Regions from separate parts of the Mus musculus genome. Here region 2 is linked to region 1. The links are chromatin contacts, called in public HiChIP or PLAC-seq maps. All regions are on one chromosome and are shown on one strand. Each heading gives the region's core, a stretch centred on a gene start, on an enhancer-like site or on the middle of the called end of the contact. The rest is flanking DNA. Distances are from core to core; before and after follow the strand shown.

Evidence for each region. HiChIP or PLAC-seq counts read pairs in DNA pulled down with a chosen protein or histone mark.
Region 2: a contact with region 1 is called in a FOXA1 HiChIP or PLAC-seq map of pancreatic cancer cells. The contact joins two enhancer-like sites. A contact is called at or near these places in 1 of 15 datasets of contacts at CTCF or cohesin (the NIH/3T3 cell line) and 1 of 115 datasets of contacts at active chromatin or transcription factors (pancreatic cancer cells).

Annotation. Positions count from the first base shown.
Region 1 is chr2:137,147,647-137,154,470 of GRCm38.p6, forward strand. No RefSeq gene overlaps it. Among named protein-coding and RNA genes, the nearest start is that of Jag1, 35 kb to the left of the region's middle. Within about 2 kb of position 3,450, at least 12 of the 459 cell types and tissues checked have an H3K27ac peak or open chromatin away from gene starts, as enhancers often do. A contact at or near this core is called in pancreatic cancer cells, where this site is marked.
Region 2 is chr2:137,578,312-137,585,135 of GRCm38.p6, forward strand. No RefSeq gene overlaps it. Among named protein-coding and RNA genes, the nearest start is that of Gm14064, 82 kb to the right of the region's middle. Within about 2 kb of position 3,415, at least 28 of the 459 cell types and tissues checked have an H3K27ac peak or open chromatin away from gene starts, as enhancers often do. A contact at or near this core is called in pancreatic cancer cells, where this site is marked.

The DNA of each region.
Region 1 (6,824 bases), core at 2,200-4,699:
TTCCCTGTTCTGGGTCTTTCATTACTTTACAAGTTTTTACTGGGAGCATTAAAAAAAAATCATGTGGGGGACTTTTGGGATAGCATTGGAAATGTAAATTAAATAAATACCTAATTTAAAAAATCATTCATACATTAGTTCTTCTTTCAGGTTCTGCTTCTAAATACCAAACCTAAAATGAGAAAACATGACATGGTTAACACTCACACAAACACACACACACACACACACACACACACACACACACACACACACCCTTTAAAACATGTTCAGATCTCTGCTTACAGAATTGATTTATTATAGAGCACCAATCATGTGTCTAACTTTGACTCCATATCTAGGATACAGAGGTGATAATCATTAACTTGTGGCTTCTTGTAATAAAAATGGATTCCATCTCTATAAATCTATACCTATATCAAACAGGGTTTGAAAGATATAGACCAGCCCTGCTTTGTAGTATTTTCATTGCCAGCACCTTCTTTTCACATTCCACATGGCACCTATTAGCCATGTGTCATAATGAACAAGTATAACTAGTGTGAATAAGAAATCAAATGTTCAATTCTTAAGGTAAGTAGCTCCATGTAGCACAGGCCTGCCCTCTTGGACAGTACCAAGCAGTAGTATTATAAAGAAAATTCCTGGATTTTTTACTAATTTACTGTGATTATGTAAGGTGTGGTTTTGGAAATTAGAACAATAATATTAGGAGCGAAAGGGAATCATGCATACAACTTATTCTCAAGTGGTTTTTGGGAAACACTGGAAAAATGCTAACAGTGAGAGAATTTGGGTGAAGGTCTATTGGGATTTTTTTTTTTAAATTCACGACAAAATGTTAAGATAAACAGTTTAAACTGGTAAATAAACTGGAGGGAAATAGGCACTCATATACACATATTATTTAGAAGTGTGGAGGGAAACACTAGATAGGAGAAAACACGTTACTTGAAATAGAGAAAATGTACCTAAATTCTTCCCACCTTAAACTGCATGCAATGCCATTTTGAAGATATTACAAACAACAACAAAAAATCTATTTCTGGCTGGACTTGATGGTACATACTTGTGATTCCAGGACATGGGAGGTTGAGGCAGGAGGAACCTGAGTTTGAGGCCAGCTTGCCTCGCAGAGTAAGACCCCACTAGACATATACACAAAATTTATTCCCCCCTCCCTATCTCACCCTACTCGACTTCTTTCCTTTTTTTCTCAACTGAGATTAGCAACTGTTTTAGCTAGCAGAACACCAAATGTGGCTAAGAGCAAAACACACTTGTCTTTTGGTGTTTGCCTTTCTTGATGCTCTCAGGACCTTGAAGACTGAGCATCTACCACTATGGGATCAAGCCCGGACAAGCCTGTTGGCAGATGAAAGATCATGTGAGGAGGGGCCTTCCCATGTCAGTCATTATGCCTCCATTCTTGGCCAAGATCCCAGATTAAAGATAAGGTCTCAGAAGATACTGGGCCATCTAGCTGGAAGGTAGCTGTATTTATATCATTCTGGTTGCTGTAACAATCAAATTCCAAATGCAAAAGGGCTCAGAGAAGTATCTCCAGTTTGGTTAACTTAGAGTTTATAGCAAGGTGCAGTGAGTGACCGGGTTGATATGGTAAGCTGGGATTCTTATATTTGATGGCTCTAATGTTTTCAACACTCATTTTTTTTCTTACATCAGCTGGAGGCAAAAAGAGAATGAGAACTGAGATGACTAGAGTTTTATTGTCCTGATCACAAGGTAACTAGCACATATCTTTTCCATATAAATTGTATGGTCAGAACTTTCTCACATGGTTATTACATGGCCAGATAAGAGAAACAAAACTTTAATTTTATTTTTTTAATTGTGGTGCAGTATTTAAAAAAATTTACTAGTGCTATGTGTTCAGTGGTATACACATTCATAATGTTGTGTAATATTGGTACCACTCATCTCCACAACTACTTTCATATTGTAAAACTGAAACACTGTTCCGAGTAAGCAACCACTACCCAGTCCTTGTCCATCATGAGCTGATTACCACTGTTGTACTTTCTGCATCAAGTATCTCCTGGATGTAAACAACAAACATGTCTTTTTGTGATGAGTTTATTTCTCTTAGACTAATGTTCTCAAGGTTCATCCACATTAGAGCACATGTCAAGATTTCACGACTTTTTAAGTTTTTTCCTTTTTCCCCTTTCATTGAAGTTAGATTCTTTTCGCATACAATATATCCTTACTATACTGTCCCCTTCCTTACTCCCACTCATCCCCACTTCTCTTTCCCTCCAAATACACTCCCTTTCTGTCTTTCATTAGGAAAGAATAGGTTTCAAAGAGACAACAACGAAACATGACAAAAGAAAGTACAAAATAAACAAAAACTCAGTAGTTTAGGCTGGCCTCAAACAGGAGACTATACTGTTTCAACCCTCTGAGTACTGAGTGGTGGAGTTATAGATGCCTGCCACAATACCTGTTTAGAATTTCTTGACTTTTTAAGGACAGATAATATATATATTATATATAACATATATATGTCTATGTATGTGTGTACATGTATATGTATATGTATATATGTAAATATATACATATATATATACACAATGTATTTTATTTATTCATTTATCTATCAATGGATACTTGGCTGTTTTTATATCATAACTTGAGAATAATGCTGAGTATAGATGTAAATAGATATAGTCTTATGTATTAAAGAGGAAGACCCACATTTGTGAACTATTGCCAAATCTTGGACATGGCTGGCTCACTAGGTGAGGGATAAGTTTAATTGTAAGCTCATGGAGATTAAAGGAGACAGTCTAGGTATAAGATTATGGGGATCAGAGGAGACAGTGGAAAATACTATGTTGCTTCTATGTCAGAGCTTCTATGTCCCTCAGCTTCACCCAACGAGAGGAGGCTAAATCTAATTTCTAAAGAAAGTATAGAATTGATGAATTAAAATCTCCTGATTTAAAAAGTTTGGTAGTCAGCTCATAAAATCAGCTAAATGTAGTATAAAGAATAATTAAAACCCATTTGTGGATCCATTATAACATGTGGGTTTTAGGCTCTGAAATTAGTTTGTAAATCAAATTCATGCTGGCTGGAAAGGTCTGGGAAATCATATATTCCATGGGTGAATACCAGGCTGTAGTATATGGTAGATAACAAGACCAAAGGTAGACATTAACTTGGGCTTCTGGTAGGCCTCATCCCAGGGCCAAAAAGGAGCCTTAAGAAGGAGAGAAAGGTACTTAGCTCTGAGATTTCTGTACCCTTTCAACGAATAAACAGCCTTCCATGCCATGGAAGGGGCAAGGCTAAGAAGGATGAACAGAAAAAGAATAACATGTGAAATTACCATGAGATGGGCATCACCCATATCCTGACTTTCACTGTTGTACCTGCTGATGATATCCAGGGCTGCTGGGAGAGAAGCCAGGGTGAGGCCTTGGCAAAGAGGTGATTTCACCGTTAGTCACAGGCGCCCTAGGTATTTACCGCTCCAAGACTGTATATGTCTGTGTAGACATATATTTCCTTTAACCCTGTGAGTGTCTGCAAGGTTTGAGGTTTGTACTGGTCACACCTTAGGTGATTAATAAAGACAGCAAACACTGGAACTAAAAGCTCACTATTTTCTTGGTCAAGTGCTGATGACCTGGAAGTCAAAGTATGAGTACAGATTTACATTGTGTGTAAGCCTGAAGATTACTGTCTGTCTCGTTTTCACACTTACCTTAATGGATATTAGCACCCTTATACGGCACCAGCATGGGATAGGTGTTGTGGAATGGTGGATCCAAGACTGTACTAGTTCATATCCTTGGGTTTTTGATCTGAAGAAAGAAAACTAAAACATAGAATCATAAAAACGAGCAAAGTCAAGTCATAGGCAGGGTATGGTAAATATTGTAAGGGCGTTCGGGATTGAAGGGTCCTGAAGTAGAGTCTTAGCTTGTTTTCCAGCTATCAGGACTTTGAGAACAACTACTCTTCTTACTCACCTGATACACTGGTTATTACAATTTCCCTTGCTTAGAGAAACTAAAAATGATTTAAGGCATTTAAAGCAGATGCATGGAACGTCTTGTTGATTTGGGGACCCATTTTGTCAGAGATGTTCAGTTTTTCTGAAATGTGAAGCTCATAAGAATGGTGTGTCCTTGAGGCTGTGATGACTAGAAAACTCATTGCCGCCCACTATGGAAAAGTGAGAAATATCTTCCTCTGTACAAAATCCTCAAACACATCAGTAAAGTCCCAAGATACCTATGCTCAGAAGCCTGGAGCACACCATTTTAAGGTTCTATTCATGACTTGTGTTAAAATGCACATATAATCTGTAGCCATATTACAAGTATTCCCACCTTTTTTCCCACGATCATAGTTCTAAATTCTTGATACTTCACGTTCCATTTGGCAGGAGGGTAAGTTGAGAAGGCAAAACTTGCCATGTTCGGACACCATGTGCTCGTGTGCTTTCAGTTAGGATCCAAAGTCACAATTTGGATCATGAAGCTGGTTCTTCTCCTTTGCCAAGTTGGGCAAGGAATCCTGGCTGCAAGATGCTATTTAAAGATGAGGAGGATTGGATTGGATGTCAAGACTTTTGTATTTGGGCTTCTTTGGTGCCACTGTTTGAGAAAGCAAGGATATTTGGCCTTCCCATTTCTTTCCATTTTAATGTAGATTGAGTGTGTCTTGATCCCTCTTACAGAACTTCATCCTGAAAAAAAAAAAAAGAATCTTCTCTCCAAGTTTGTGTCTCTAAAACAGTGATTCTGCAGCAACGCTGCATGCTCTAACTACTGCTATGGCTGCTAGGTCAGGGTTTTGGCCATGGTTAGCGTGCCAACATCTCTGTTGATTATAAAATGAAATGCTTCACTTGCTGACTGATATTCTTTCCAGACAGACAAAATATGTTGCAGAGAAGTTAAATGTGAAGATAATTTATGACACACCACCAGGGAAACTAAATATCCAGTAGTTTTTTTTTTTTTGTTTTTTTTTTTTTTTAAGCGCTGTCAAAGCCTCAAGGAACACACCGGCTAAGTGTAAACGTTCCATGTTCTCTGGTCATGGTGATTCCTTGCTGCTTTTCACCCTGGAATAAGATTTGGACATGGATACTCTGATTGATGGGAACTTTTCTTGGACATACTTGAAGCTGTAATTTAATAAAATCCTGCTGATCTCTATCTGAAGTTATAGGCACAGATATGAGTCTGATACTGCAATCTATTTTACTAGAAAACAAGCCTTTCCCAAATCCAAATTTGAGGGAAACATGAGATAATTTTATTACCAATGATGTTTATACTTCTTACAAAAAGTTAGCTGCTACAATAATTGTCCATATACATGTCTGCATGTACTGATCAAAGCAGGGTTGCTAGCATATCCACCATCTCAAATATTCTATGCTATTTTAGTGCTTTCTGCTTTCGGGCTCTTTTGATGGGCAAACCCATTTAAATAAGAAAACCCATCTAGAATATGCAAAGAGGCTGCCTCAGTAAGACTGCATTAGTCAAGGAGACGTGTACAGTAGCTTGCACGTGGAAGTCGAGCAGGGAGTACATGGTCAGAATGAGAAGCAGCCGCACCGCCACCCTTGGCTGGGAACTGGAGACTAGTGCAGTAATGTGATTATGGTAATGATTCAACAAGTCATCGTCTGCTGCCTTTGTTCGCTGTAATTAACTTTTTGGAATTGCATAGCCTCTGTCTCTGGGCTCATCAGCTGGCTCAGTTTTTGTGTCTCAGGTCTGTCATTTCTCCCTGGGTCCAGGAGCCTCTAAGGGCATTGCTGAATGAATTCGTTGCTGGAACAAAGCTTTGGTGGTCGAATAGAGATGGCTATCTTTTGTTGTCAGACATTCAATCCCATATAGCAATCCAATTACTTAAGCTGTTTGTATCAGTCTTACTAGGCCTGGCCATTCAAGCCAGCTCCAATGCTGATCGCTGTGTCTTGGAAGAATGTGGTGGAACAGATTAGTGTTTTAATGAGAAGCTTTCTGAAGGCCAGATCTTTTTCATTGTGTGTGTGTGTGTGTGTGTGTGTGTGTATATATATATATATATATATATATATAATCATTTTTAGGTGAGGGCCCAGAGTCACTGTTACACAAGACTGATCAAAGGATGGCTGGAAATCTGTACAATTGCTTGAAGAAATTTTATGGGTTATAAAATATTGGCACGGGTTCTGTCTGCTATGGTCTATCTGACTGAAATCTCTGGTAGGCTGGGAAAGGAAATTGCTTATTGGCATTTATTCTGTGGGATGGATATCTCTGGAGTTTGCATTTGAACTCTTTCTTCACTGTGCTACAGGTCAAATTCTGTACTCAGCACGAACATTCCAGGAATGTGGGCTGCACAAAATCAACATAAGCCTTGCTCCATATTCTGCTACCCAGAAGAAACACACACACACACATACACACACACACACCACAGTGACCCCGATAGGGGTTTCCAGATAATTGCCAAGGAAAAAAGATCACTGGGTGGAGGAAGACGGTGGCAGTTAATGTGTGGATGTTGAAACCTGAAGTTAATGTGTGAGAGGGGAGTGAAATGAGATCACCAGGTCTACCAGGAAAGGTGGTAATTGGCTTTAAGGCTCCAAGAAACAATGCTCAGCCTCTGTGTGTCATGCCTTTAGTTCTGGAGATGTTTATGAAATGTCACGTGAAAACAGGTTCATCTTAAAGGAAGCTAGTATGTCATACCTGAAAGATTTTCAACAAACAAACAAAATTTTTTATTTTAATGTAGAAACTTTTAAACAGATGCAAAAATATTCTGCT
Region 2 (6,824 bases), core at 2,165-4,664, 430 kb after region 1:
AGTGTGAGTGTGATGTCAGGTTAATTCTTAACTGTATCTGATAGGGTTCACAGCTGGGTGAGATTTTTGATGATTACTTTTTTGATTATTACACAGTGTACATAGCATATTTTAGCAATATAAAAATTAGTCAGTAAGAATGAGTCTTCCAGATAGCATGAGCTTGATTTCTCAATGTACGGTAACTCCAGTGTGTTGAGTCTTTAGCAATAGGATTTTACTGTTGGGTCTAGTGGGTAAACAATAGCATTAGCAATGCAGGTTCTAATGTTTGGCTCACTGGATAATGCTTCAAGTGAGGTAACTCATTGCTAGTACTTTCAGTCTAGTATCAGCATTTTTGCCTCACTGTAAGATAACTCAATGTTAAAGCATTAATTATCTATCTATCTGTCTATCTATCTATCTATCTATCTATCTATCTATCTATCTATCTATCTATCTATCATCTGTTGAACTGCCATCTATCATCTATCTATCTATCTATCTATCTATCTATCTATCATCTATCTATCTATCTATATATCATCTGTTGGTCTGTCATCTATCTTTCATCTATTTATCTATCATCTATCTATCTATCTATCTATCTATCTATCTATCTATCTATCTATGATCTGTTGGTCTGTCATCTATCATCTATCTATCTGTCTATCGATCTATCTGTCTATCGATCTATCTATCTATCTATCTATCTATCTATCTATCTATCTATCTATCTATCTATCTGTCTATTTATCTATGATCTGTTGGGCTGTCATCTATCATCTATCTTTCATCTATTTATCTATCATCTATCTATCTATCTATCTATCTATCTATCTATCTATCATTTATTGGTACTTTTATAGTAATAAGTTTCCAAATGACTTTTTAAAACATTTTTTTATTGATTCTTTGGGAACTTCACACCATGTACCCCAATAACACTCATTTCTCATTCCCTCCATATCTGCTCTCTACTCTTGTAACTTCCCCCCAAAAGAAAAAAAAATTTAAAGAAAAAAAAAAAACAAACATGTCACTGGCCATTCTGGGCAACAACCTGCTCTCTATCCATCTCAGCTTTCTCTCATACCAGCCAATATGGCTGTTGTGTCTTGCCATACTTGTCCCACTTCACTTCTGGGTCTTTCCTGCCTTTTCATCATATCCCTTTTTTTTTTTCCCATAGTGGCACTATAAGCCACAGTGTGTCACACAGTTTACTCTTTTGACCAAATAGCTTTACTTGCAAATGTTCATTGAAATGAGTCAACGTCTGGTTCAAGGCCTCTGGCTTCTGCTACATGATCAATATTGAATCCTCAGCAAGACTCCTCTTGTATATGCTGCTGCTGCTGTGAGTCATGGAGATCCTGTGGCCAGGGCTCCATATGACTTCAAAACAAAACAAAACAAAACAAAACAAAACAAAAACTTGAGTATTGTAGTGTTATTTTTTCCCTTCTTATAGTCCCTTCTCTGTCCTGCCCTCTCACCCAATTTAACTCTTCCCTTTCCATTATTCCCATTTAACTTTTTATACTACCATGTTGTATGTGTCCTCCCTCGACTGCCCCCTTTACCACAGCCATAATTCCTTACTAATCTTGTGATCTCTGTGGACAATCTAAATGAAGCATATACCTGAAGATTTGAAGGTAATATCCATAACTGAAGGAAACACATGGCAGTTATCTGTCTGGATCTGGGCGACCTCACTCAGAATGATTTATTTTTCTAGCTCCATTCATATACTTGTGAAATTTATAATACTGTTTTTTTTTATAGCTGGATAATATTCAGTTGTAGAAATATATCACATTTTTATTATCTATCAGCTGGTGGACATCTAGGCAGTTCCCCTGTCTTGAATATTGTGGACAAAGCAGCAAGGGAATGAACATGAATGTCAAGGTATCTCTATCATAGATTAGACAAGTCTTTAAGTATGTACGCAGGTGTGGTATAGATGGATAATGTGAAAGATCTGCATCTAGCTTTTTGAGAAACCTCCACAGAGATTTGCATAGTGGTTACATTCTTACTAGAAGTGAACAATTCTTTTCCTTCCTTCATATCCATGCCAGCATTTGTCTTTCTTTTAAAAAGATCAGCTGTTGCAAACCCTCTCTGACAATGTGCTCAGAGATTCAAAGAGGGGATGTGGGGTTGGCGACAGTGTAAAGCAGGCATACAATCACACATGGATGAAGCAAGCTCCAACAACTTCCCACATATAGATATCTATATACATACACACACACACACACACACACACACACACACATACACACTCACACACACATTCATACATTGGGTGGATGGAGTGAACCTCCATTCCCTTTACATGCATACACATACGTGCAAAGCTCTCACAAGCAAGCTCCAATGACTTTAATTTTTTTCTCCCACAGCTTAACTATCCCACCAAAAATTTTCAAGCCATATAAAAATGGCAGTGTGATTACATTCTATTTTTCTTTAAATGAATGAATACAATGAATATACATTAGAAAAAAACATGTTCCTCAATACTCTCACATGATCAAATGCTTTATTTAGTATAAATAAAAAAATTATTCCTAAGAGCTCACATTTGTAACTAAGCAACTTGTTATTGATTAACCAAGTGTAAGCACAAAAGGTAAATTTCTCAGCCAGTTTCTCTTGTTGACAGGCTGAAATTTGTGGTTACAAAAAGGGATCAATTATTTTATTATTTGTGTTAAAAAGTAATCTTATAAAAATATTAAAATCTAAGGGTGATGGGTGACTCGTTAATCTGCTTTTATATAAAAACACAATCAGTCATTTTTACTATAAAACCTCAGGGTTCATATTGACTCATTAAACAATTTTTTATTAAATCATATTAGAAGCTGAGGGCAAAGAAGGGCACAAGAAATCAAAAGCCCAACTTCTGTGAGAAAAGCACATCAGTAGTGTTGGTGGAGCTATCATTGTTCTTGTTCCCTGGCCTCAAAAGAAAATCACAAGTTCAACTATTGAGTGTGCCTTTCTGAGCCACAAATTGTTCCCTAGGATTTTCTATGCCAAAGCCACTAGCAAAAACATCTTAGTCTAACTTTACTAACAATCTACACCTCCAAATTCTTTGTAAGGAAGGGTGGTGGTCATTACTAACAATCTGCATCTCTAAGTCGATTCCGAGGGTGGTGGATGAATCATTAATCTGAACCAGCAGCAATACATGAAAAAGATCAAGTACTGTTATTATGAGTGCCAATGATACTGCTCAGTGAGGGCCTGGAAACCCCTACAGAGCTTTTACACAGCACACAGATTAGGAAGGACATGGGGACTGCAAGAAAAACAAGCAGAACGATGCTCCATAATAGCACAAAGTCCTCAGGCTCTGCCTCTCCAAGGCACAGCCAATGTGGTTGTGCTAACTGGTGGGCTGCATTCCATGAGTTCTAAAGCCATTTGCTGTTCCTCTTGCACGGGCCTCAAAATTTAGCCATTCTGACAGATGTAACATGAACTCTCAGAGGAATTTTAATTTGCATTTCCTTGATGACTAAGGATGTTGAACATTTTTCTAAGCACTTCTAAGCCATTTGTATTTCATCTTTTGAGAAATCTCTATTTAATACCATGCCCTGTTTCTAATGGGATTATTTTCTTGATATTTAAGGATTTTACATTTTTTTGAGTTATGTGTATATTCCAGATATTGATCTTGTGTCAAATGTATAGCTACTCAATCTTTATCCCATCCTTTAGACTGCCTCTTCACCAGAGCTGTGCTGTCCTATGCTGTACAGAAACATTTTGTTTCTTTTGTTAGTTTTTGGCCCCAATGCCTGTGCTATCAAGGTGGTGTTCACAAACTGATTTTCTATGTCTGTGAGTTTAAATGTTTTCTTCAGTTTTTATTTATCATTAGGTCTTAGGCTAAAGCACCTAATCCATTTGGAGTTGAGTTTTATTCAGGATGAGAGATTTAGATGCATTTCGTTCTTCTTTACATATGTATCCAATTTGACTAGTATCCTTTATTGAAGATATTCTTTTTTTGTCCAATGTATCTTTTAGCCTCTTTGCTAAAAATCAGGTGGCTCTAGGAGCTTATATGTGGGTCTTCAATTCTACCTCATTGATCAAGATGCTGACTTTTATGCTAATATCATGCTATTTTACTACTATAGCTCCAGCAGAAGCAGAATTTTATTATTTAGCATTGATTTGGATATCACAATCTCTTCTAAAATTTAAGATCATGGTTTCAATTTTTATGAAGAATTGAGTTCAAGTTTTTAATGGGGATGACATTGAATCTGTAGATTACTTTAGCCATTTTCAGGCTATTGTTCCTACCAGTCCATGAGCATACCTATATGGCTATGTGAGTAGTATCACTGGCCTGATTTATTTCTCAGTATGTGCATAGAGTGTATATAGGAAGGCTACTGATTTCTGTGTGTTAATTTTGTAGCCTATTTCTTTGATGAATGAGTTTAATCAACTGTAAGAGTTTTCTGGTGGAGTCATTACTGTGTTATTTGTATAGAATTATTCATCTTCAACTAAAGATACTTTGTGGATGTCTTCTTTTCCTTTTTATTTTAGTCTGCCCTAGCTGTTTCATCTGTATTATTGCTTTCTATAAAATTTCAAATATTGAACAGGAGGGAAGATAGTGGACATCTTACCTTGTTACTGATCTGAGTTGAAATGCTGTGAATTTTTCTTCATATAGCAAGATGTTGACTATGGGCTTATCTTGTATCTTGTACTTATTATGTTGAGATATGTTCTCCATGTGTCTAGATTCTCTGGAATTTTCACAATGACATAATCATGAAGTTTCTGTCCTTGGATCTCTTTATAAGGTAGGTTATATTTGTTGATTTCTGTATATTCTACATTTCTTGGACATACAAAAATTGATGATTAATAACATTTTTATGTCTTCTTGAATTGTCTTTGCAGGTATTTTATTGAGAATTTTTGAGTCCATGTTCATCAAAAGATATTGCCCTATAATTTTCTGCTTAAATCTTAGTCTTACTTGACATCAAGTTAATACAAGATTCATAAAAGTAATTTGGAAATGTTCCTTCAGTTTCTATTCCTAGAATAATTTGAAGAATATTAATGTAAGTTATTATTTCATAATTGAAAAACAATGTGGAAGGCTTAGCTCAGTGGGTAAACATATGGAAATTAATTGTATCACACTTTTGGCAGTATTTTTTTAACCTGCAAGAAAACCATATGATACTCTAGAAAAACTAGTAAACCCTTTGCTTGTATTATTTCATAACATTTTTTCAGTACAATGAGGATGAATCCTCAGGGCCCAGTGATGATTATTAGTGGATTTGAAGGTTGATTTGTTTTATGTACAAAGTAATGAATTATGCAATACACTTTAATAGCTTCTGTGGGTAGTGTCTATACTTTGATGTGAACTGGACAATTCAAATTACTGCCACCTTCTGTCATTGTCAAACATTTAAAAGTCATCTATAAAATGGATCAACAAATACAGACAACCTAATTAGGAAGTGATAATAAAAAACATAAGAAAACCTGTAGTGGCAACAACACTACTTACAAATTTTAATAATCCACAAGCTTACTAGTCAGTGAAGGATGAAAGAAGCTAGGGAACACTATTGCTTTGCCAACATATGTGACGAGTAAAGACTTGATGGATTCTGTGTTGTCCAAATCAACTGTTTAGAAAATGGGGCAAAGAGAAAAAAGGACATTAATGCAGACAACTAAAGAATTCTAACTATACAGTTGCCCATTGACAGATAGCTTCTGGACCTTTGAAAAGTGTAATAATACCACAGTGAAATTGTTTGGAGATAATGGAATTATTCCCATCCCTGTGAAATTTTTGTTATTTTGTTATTTATGTATAAGGAAGTTGAACCTGGGAGACAATGAGTGTGAATTTTTTTTTCTGGTTAAATAAGTTTTCTGATTTGAAAAATACAAACAAAAATAAGAAAATGAAGACCAAGAAGAAGAGAATGAGGGAAAGAAGGAAAGACAAAGAAGGAATAGGTTATTATTAATAAGAAAATAAAATTTTGTACTTTGGTGTTTTGATAGCATTTTCAGAATTCTTGTTTATTTTTTAAAGGTGATGAATTTTTCTCTTTTTAAAGAATAAGTTAGGATTTTTGGCAACATTACATATGTTTATAAAGCATCCCAGTTACTCTCTTTCCATAGGTTCTTTTAACTTCCTCCTATTTCTTTGGACTTTGCCTCCTCCCTATGAGTCTGTTTTCCAACTGACGATTTTTTGTTTGTTTGTTTAGTTGTGTGAACCCACTTTAAAAGGGCCATCTGTTCGAGGGTTGGATAGTACTATCCACTGGAGCCTGGTAAAGTCACCAGGGCACAGAACTAAAGCCTGTATCAGCTCCTCTCCCCCAACCCTTTCCTGGCCAAAGGAAATAGGTTAGCAGTGAAGGGGAGGGGTCCCCAACTCCTTCTATCCTTAACTGACTATTGGTGGGTTCACTAGGACACATCCAGTGCAATTATTCTAGTTGTTGAAAGCTCATTTTTGCAGTGGCTGTATATTGCCAAGAAAAATGACATTTTTCTAGCCTTCCTTCATCTCACCCACATGTTAAAATCTTACTGGTAACTGTTCTATGGTGTTCCTTGAGCTTTGGAGAATATCTCATAAATATTTTGTTTAGGGCTGAACACTCTGCTACTACCTATTCTCAGAATTGTGAGCAACCACAATTATTATTATTATTACTATCATTATTATTATTGACAAAAAAGATTCTCTGATTAAAGATGAGGTTGGTAATTATCTATGGGCATAAATATATATT